2 separate regions of the Mus musculus genome follow, and region 1 is linked to region 2. Evidence: chromatin contacts called from public HiChIP or PLAC-seq data. All regions are on one chromosome and are shown on one strand. Each heading gives the region's core, a stretch centred on a gene start, on an enhancer-like site or on the middle of the called end of the contact. The rest is flanking DNA. Distances are from core to core; before and after follow the strand shown. Region 1 holds the start of Dcaf12l1 (DDB1 and CUL4 associated factor 12-like 1). Region 2 holds the start of Dcaf12l2 (DDB1 and CUL4 associated factor 12-like 2).

What was found. HiChIP or PLAC-seq counts read pairs in DNA pulled down with a chosen protein or histone mark.
Region 1: an H3K4me3 HiChIP or PLAC-seq map of stem cell-derived neural progenitor cells shows a contact between it and region 2, with 8 times the contacts expected there. The contact joins the promoter of Dcaf12l1 here to the promoter of Dcaf12l2 in region 2. A contact is called at or near these places in 2 of 39 promoter capture datasets (hippocampal neurons and neural stem cells) and 1 of 115 datasets of contacts at active chromatin or transcription factors (stem cell-derived neural progenitor cells).

The regions. Positions count from the first base shown.
Region 1 is chrX:44,788,434-44,792,152 of GRCm38.p6, reverse strand. It overlaps Dcaf12l1 (DDB1 and CUL4 associated factor 12-like 1), which reads left to right and starts at 1,956. Exons shown (of 2, transcript NM_178739.6): 1 at 1,956-3,719. The coding sequence starts at 2,234.
Region 2 is chrX:44,366,417-44,369,847 of GRCm38.p6, reverse strand. Dcaf12l2 (DDB1 and CUL4 associated factor 12-like 2) reads left to right here and starts at 1,511. Exons shown (of 1, transcript NM_175539.3): 1 at 1,511-3,431. The coding sequence starts at 1,838. The coding sequence ends at 3,247.

The DNA of each region.
Region 1 (3,719 bases), core at 707-3,206, 420 kb before region 2:
TGTTTGTTCTCCTAGATGATCACAGGAAGATCTATAATAGTCCTTTTTAGTATGGTTAGCTGCTGCTCTGCAAGGGCACTAGCAATGGCTGCAGAGTAAGCCCGAGAGTCCATAATAGCTTCTGAAAATGCTTCTGCTCCTGGCAAACATCTCATACCTAGACCACTATACTCCTGTTTGTCACGCCTTTCACAGTATCCACCTGGAAAGCTTCCATTTTAGGAGCAACACTGAGATACACTGCAGAGTACCATCGCCTAAATGTAAAACATCCTGCTTCCAGGTGAGTGAAAGGAACATCCATGGGCTTTTCTGAAAGAATGTTCCAAGTCACCTGAATCAAAATATTTAGGGTTCTATTCAAGGTGGGGTGCCAACTTGGGAAATCGCTGCTGTGAGCTTGATGAACACAAAATGCCATGAGTTAGTTACTCATATACAAACATTGTATCTGTGGACATAGTTCTATTCTTTGTGAAATGCTTATTCATCCTAATCCTACCAGTGGAAATAAAATTGAGTCTCTGAGCCTCCTCCATAAGACACTTACCTATACTTTTCTCCTTAAACACACCAACTGATTTCACCATTTCTTCTGCCATAAAATGGATAATAGGGGAGAGGGTCAGAACTCTATTTCTGGAGAGTGTTGGGGAGTACAAATATAAGAAAGCTTGACTTGGATGATGGGAAAGAAAGACTCAGACCTTGTACTTGGAATTTATACGAAGTGAAGGTTCAAAAAAGGTACTAGAAATAAAATCAGCAGAATGGGATGGTGTGCTTATGGAGAAAACACCATGAAAGTATTCTTACAGTACAGTCAGGAAAAAAAAAAATGAATTCATGCCCTGCCCAGTACTTGAACAAACTACTTTCTGTGGAGGAGGATTATGATATATTTAGATTCAGTATCAGGCACTAGCCTCTATGTAACGCTAATTAAAGTCAGTGTTACTTAGCGACCAAGTATAGGTCTGTCATGATATGTGATATCTTGAAGCTTAAAAAAACTAATACCAAAACAAAAATACAACAAAAAGTTTCATTGCTTTTAGAAAATTCTCTTTATCTTTCATTCTTTGCATTAAAACTTCTGGTTATCCTTTATATTACTATCCCAAGGACTCAGAGGGCTCTGTCTAAGGTCATGGGCCTCTAGGACTGACAATGGGAACTTTCACCCCCAGCTCCTCACTTGTAGTGTTCTAGAGCATTACCTTAATTTTCTGAGCTAAAAGCGATCTCCAAAACGCCCAGCTTCACTTCCTCCTGATCTACCAGCAAGTCCTGGGCATAATCATGGGCAGATAGAATCTGAGGCCCAGTGATCTGTCATTTGATATTGTCTCTTCAAATGATTCTGTTGCAACAGCACAGAACATTTAATTTGAGGACAACATAAAGAAAAGAAAAAAAAATCATTGAAAATAGATTACCATGAGCAGCCGAATGACTGTTCAAAAGAAAATTGTTATTTTCAAACAATTTAATTTTCTGCCAAGTTATCTTAGTGAAGAGTCTTCCTGAGTTACAACAAGCAAACTTTTGTTTTCTTCCCCGAGAATAATGAAAAAGGTGCTGACTGCCTCCTCCCAAGATTGACTATGTTGGGTTTCAGACTTAGTAGGAGTAAGAAGAGTATTTGACTGCTGTGGTGGGGGTGGCTGAGTTTGACTTGTTGGATCCTGGGGGCATGCTGGACCACTAACTAGAGAGTAATGAATCCCTGCCTTTCCAAGATCCTTTTGTGCTTTGGTATCTCTGTTATACCTTGTAGGCATTACTACTGCCTACCGCCCCCTTCTGGCTGGGCATGAGATCACTACTCTTGCCATGATCTTCAAGCCATAAAGCTCACCCTTGCACACCTCCCATCACGTCTGTCATTTAAAGTCAGCCCGTCCCGCCCCCTCTTCCAACACCACCCTCAGAGCCGCCTCCCACCCGCCCCTAGTCTTTATCTCCAACGGACTCGTCGCTCAAGGCCCAGAAGTCCACACTCCTGAGCTGGTTGGCAGCAGAGTCTCCACTCTCTCTCTAGCCGCACCTTCGGCCTCAGCGCCGATCCTCCCGAGCTCGCTCGGCTCTTTCCGCCCGACCTCGCGTTGTTCGCCGGGTCACGCCGCCACCACCTCCTTTGCCGCCAAGGCTCTCCGGACTCGGTAGGCTCCCCGCTGATCGGTTGATCGCTCTCTCACTAGCTCCTTAGCCTCCAGCTCCCGGTGATATCATGCGTCAGGCCGACTCCCAGACGCAGCCCTCTCCCGCAGAGCAGGAGACGCCGCAGCCTGCAGGGCCCTCCAACCGCTCGCCGCCCACCATGGGCCCGCAGCAAACAGGTAGCAGGAAGCGGAAAGCCGCCGAGGTCGATCAGGGCGCCGGGACTTCTTCATCGCCAGGCCCCGCAGCGCCGATGGCGACAGCTGGGGAGGGCAACGCAGAGGGGTCCATGCTGCTGACCAAGAGGCCGCGGCGGCCCGTAGCTCACCTCTCCATGGTGAACTACCTGAAGGGCCGAGCGCTGGGCGCAGATGGCCACCCGGGGCTCGCTGGCTTCGAGGGAGATCTGCGCAGTTACGGGGTCCTCAGGCTACCCGAGCTGCTGAGGGAGCGCCAGCTGACCCTAGGCCCCCTCAATAAGGTGTTCGCATCGCAGTGGCTCAATGCCAGGCAGGTGGTGTGTGGCACTAAGTGCAACACACTCTTCGTGGTTGATGTCAAGACCGACCACATCATGCGCATTCCTCTGATGCGCGACAGGGTACCCGACCTGTCTCGTGGCCCGCCCTCCTGTGGCATTCATGCTGTGGAGCTGAATCCCTCCAAGACCCTCTTGGCAACTGGAGGTGAAAACCCCAATAGCCTGGCAGTCTACCAGTTGCCCACTCTGGATCCGGTGTGCCTAGGAGATTGCCAAGGCCACAGGGACTGGATCTTTGCCATTGCATGGATGAGTGACACCGTGGCTGTGAGTGGCTCCCGCGACGGCACCGTGGCACTTTGGAAGGTGGATCCTGACATGTTCAATGGCAGCATTGCTTGGCACAAGGATGCAGGACTACCTGTGTATGCTCACATCAGTCCTACAGATATGGAGGCCATCCCCAAAGCCACTACCAATCCAGGTAACCGCAAAGTGAGAGCACTTGCCTTCAGCAACAAAAACCAGGAGCTGGGAGCTGTGTCCTTGGATGGCTACTTCCACCTGTGGAAAGCCCGAAGCTCCCTGTCTAGGCTGCTATCCCTGAGGCTGCCCTATTGCCGTGAGAACGTGTGTCTCACCTACTGTGATGAGTTTTCCCTCTACGCAGTGGGTTCTCAGTCTCACGTTTCGTTCCTGGATCTTCGCCAAGGCCAGCAGAACATCCCGCCACTGTGCTCCAGAGAGGGAGGCACCGGTGTTCGTTCTCTGAGTGTCCACCAGCATATTGTCACTGTGGGAACAGGCCACGGTTCTCTGCTCTTCTATGACATCCGTGCCCAGAAGTTCCTTGAGGAAAGGTCCGCGGCCAATCCAGACATGTTTCCTGTGCCCTCTGGAAGGAAGCTCAAGCTCACCTGTGGCAGTGGCTGGATCAACCAGGATGATCTTCTAGAGAATTATGTTGCTGGTGTAGAAGATTTCCCCAATGCGCTCTACACTCACTGCTACAACTGGCCAGAGATGAAGCTTTTCGTAGGCGGGGGACCACTGGCGTCAGGCCTCCATGGCAACT
Region 2 (3,431 bases), core at 262-2,761:
GCTACAACCCCAAAATTTCAGTACATTTTATTCTACACAATAGTAAAAACCTATTCTACAATGTATCATAGTTTTCTAACTTATATTTATATAAAGTTTATATAAAAACAGAAAAATCCTTTAGTAGATGAAGGGATTTCTGACCACTTATTCTTCAATAATATTACCTCATATTCCCATTTTGACATCTTTTCTTTCCCACGATACTGCATTGTGTACAGAGAAAATGATTGAGGTGAATGTACGCATACAAAGAAGTTCAGTGGGAGATATTAAAAAGGCTCAAATTTGTAGACTTGACATAATTTTGCAAAACCTGTAAGGTTGTGTACAGGGAAGAACAACAAAATAGCTGTTATTTCATGTGATTGGTCAGATATGCCAAGTTACAAACCCCAATATGCTTTGGTAACAGCCACCAGTCTCCCACTCAAACTGGTCTTGTTCAGTGTGTAACTGCAAATGAATTGATAGACTGGAGTCTCAAGGCAGCTATGGATTTCTTCTGTCTTGAGGCTGCCAAGCCCTTAAATTCTGTACGCTCACATTTGTGTCGTGTTGTTCCTCTGAAAAGTTCTTTGCCATCTGACAGCAGATATCTTATGTGTTTCTCACGTCCCTTCCAGATGTTTAGATGGGCTTTAATATAAGACAGAGCTCTACAGAAGTCCTGGTCTTCACTTCATGAATTGGACTTTCCTCACCTGGAGAATATAGGGATGTCTTCCTTTCTAGGACCTCTTCTTTGCCCTTATCCTGGACCCCATCATCTCAGGCTTCTGAGGTCCCTGAGGAGTTAGTATATAATAATGCATCCTGCCATTCACTTGTAACCTCTATATTCCCATCAGTATGTCACTGAAGACTCAGGAGCTTCCTTTTGAAGATTTCCCTACCACTATCTTGCCTCGAATTGGGGTCAAGGAGTATGAATTAGCAAGATACCTTCAGGGCTCCAAGTTTAGTCGCTCAGGAGCTTCAAGTTCAGAGGCCAAAAAAGGAACAAGAACAGAGTAAGGCTGGACTAATTTAAAACGCAATCTGCAGAGGGGCTTTCACAGAAATCGCAGAAAGAAACCACAGAGGTCACGTTGAAAGGCCTCTATGCCTAGTCCAGTTCAAAGACCAACCTTAGTCGAAGTGTCCTCTGATAATACCAAGTGCACATTTATTTCTTACCACGCGTCAAGCTCAATGCTCCTTTTGATCCCTTGCTTGACTACATTTTAGGTTTTGATTTTAAGGCTAGTTGGGAGCTGCTGTGAGACTGGTAGAAAGAAAAAAAACAAAACAAAAACAAAACTTGTGTTAGCTACTGAGCTAACTGGAGCTCAGCCCTCTAGGAATCTCCCCAGAGTTTCCACACAGCCTTCCTCCGCGCCCATCCCCTCTGCTTCTTCCCAACCCCCACTCAGACTGGCCTGTGCTACCCAGCACCCCACGGCCAACAGCCCCTCCCACTCTCTCCGCCTCTCAACCTCAGGTCTCTTAGCTTACTCTCTAGCCCCACACTGACTTCACCACCTCCCAGACGGCAGCACTTCCCGCCCTCGGCCAAGTCCCAGGCACTGCCACCACACTCAACGCAGTGCTTACTGCTCCTTCCAAGCTCACAGTCCTTGCAGAGCCACGCTGCCACCTTCGCCTCTTTGGCCACCAAAGCACCCAGGACGCTCGGTGCCCTAGGGATCACTCAGTCACCTGGTCCCTGGGGCCCAGTGTCACCCCCCGCTGATTCGGAGACACAGCCACCCCCACCGCCACCACGGCCACCACGGGTGCCACGCGCCGCCGCAGCCGCGCCGCCGCCGCCTCTGCAACCCGCCCGCCGCCCACCATGGCCCCACAGCAAACAGGTAGCAGGAAGCGGAAAGCCTCGGAGGTCGAGCAGGGCGCTGGGACTTCTTCGTTGCCTGGGAGGGCGGCTGCGGCGGCGGGAACGGGCCAAGCGGATGGGCCATTGCTGCTGGCCAAGAGGCCGCGGCGGCCCGTGGCTCGCCGCTCCTTGGTGCACTACTTGAAGGGCCGTGCTCTGGGCGCTGATGGCCACCCGGGGGTAGCGGGCTTCGAGGGCGATCTGCGCAGCTATGGGGTCCTCAGGCTGCCCGAGCTGCTGAGGGAGCGCCAGCTGACCCTAGGCCCCCTCAATAAGGTGTTCGCATCGCAGTGGCTCAATGCCAGGCAGGTAGTGTGTGGCACCAAGTGTAACACGCTCTTCGTGGTTGATGTCCAGACTGGCCGGATCACTCGCATTCCCCTGATGCGAGACAGAGGGCCAGGACAAACCCGTGCCCAACCCACCTGTGGCATCCACGCCATCCAGCTGAATCCCTCAAAGACCCTCCTAGCTACAGGAGGTGAAAACCCTAACAGTCTAGCAGTCTATCAGCTACCCACCCTAGACCCTGTGTGCTTAGGTGACCGCCAAGGCCACAGGGACTGGATCTTTGCCATCGCCTGGATGAGTGATACCGTGGCTGTGAGTGGCTCCCGTGATGGCACCGTGGCACTCTGGCGGGTGGATTCCGACATGTTCAATGGCAGCATTCCCTGGCACAATAATTCAGGAATTCCACGGTATTCACACATTCGTCCAAGGGACATGGAAGCCATTCCAAGGGCAACTACTAACCCAGGTAACCGCAAAGTGCGAGCCCTTGCATTCAGTGGCAGAAACCAGGAGCTGGGAGCTGTGTCCCTGGATGGCTACTTCCACCTGTGGAAAGCCCGGAGCTCCCTGTCCAGGCTGTTGTCCCTGAGGCTGCCTTACTGCAGGGAGAATGTGTGTCTTACCTACTGTGATGAGTTGTCCCTCTACGCAGTGGGTTCTCAGTCTCACGTTTCATTCCTGGATCCAAGACAACGCCAGCAGAACATCAAACCTTTGTGTTCCCGAGAGGGAGGCACAGGTGTGCGTTCTCTGAGTTTCTACCAGCACATCATCACTGTGGGCACTGGACATGGCTCTCTGCTCTTCTATGACATTCGTGCCCAGAAGTTCCTAGAGGAAAGGGCCTCAGCCAGTCCAGACTCTTTTCTTGGGCGCACAGGGAGGAAGCTCAAACTCACGTGTGGCAGAGGCTGGCTCAACCAAGATGAACTCTGGGTAAACTACTTTGGAGGTACTGAGGAATTCCCCAACGCACTCTACACTCACTGCTACAACTGGCCTGAGATGAAGCTCTTTGTGGGTGGAGGCCCACTCCCTTCAGGCCTCCATGGCAACTATGCAGGCCTCTGGAGCTAAAGTCACTGTGCTCTTGGGAAAGTGTATAGATTTATCTTTTAAGTTCAAACTTACATTCTTTGCATATGTGCTTTTGTGTAATATAGGTATGTGCATGCCTGATTGTGTGTGTGTGTGAGTGATTTATTTTCAAAGTGGAGTTGACCCAACTTTCTAGTGCTCAATCACAGAAGGAAACGAAAAA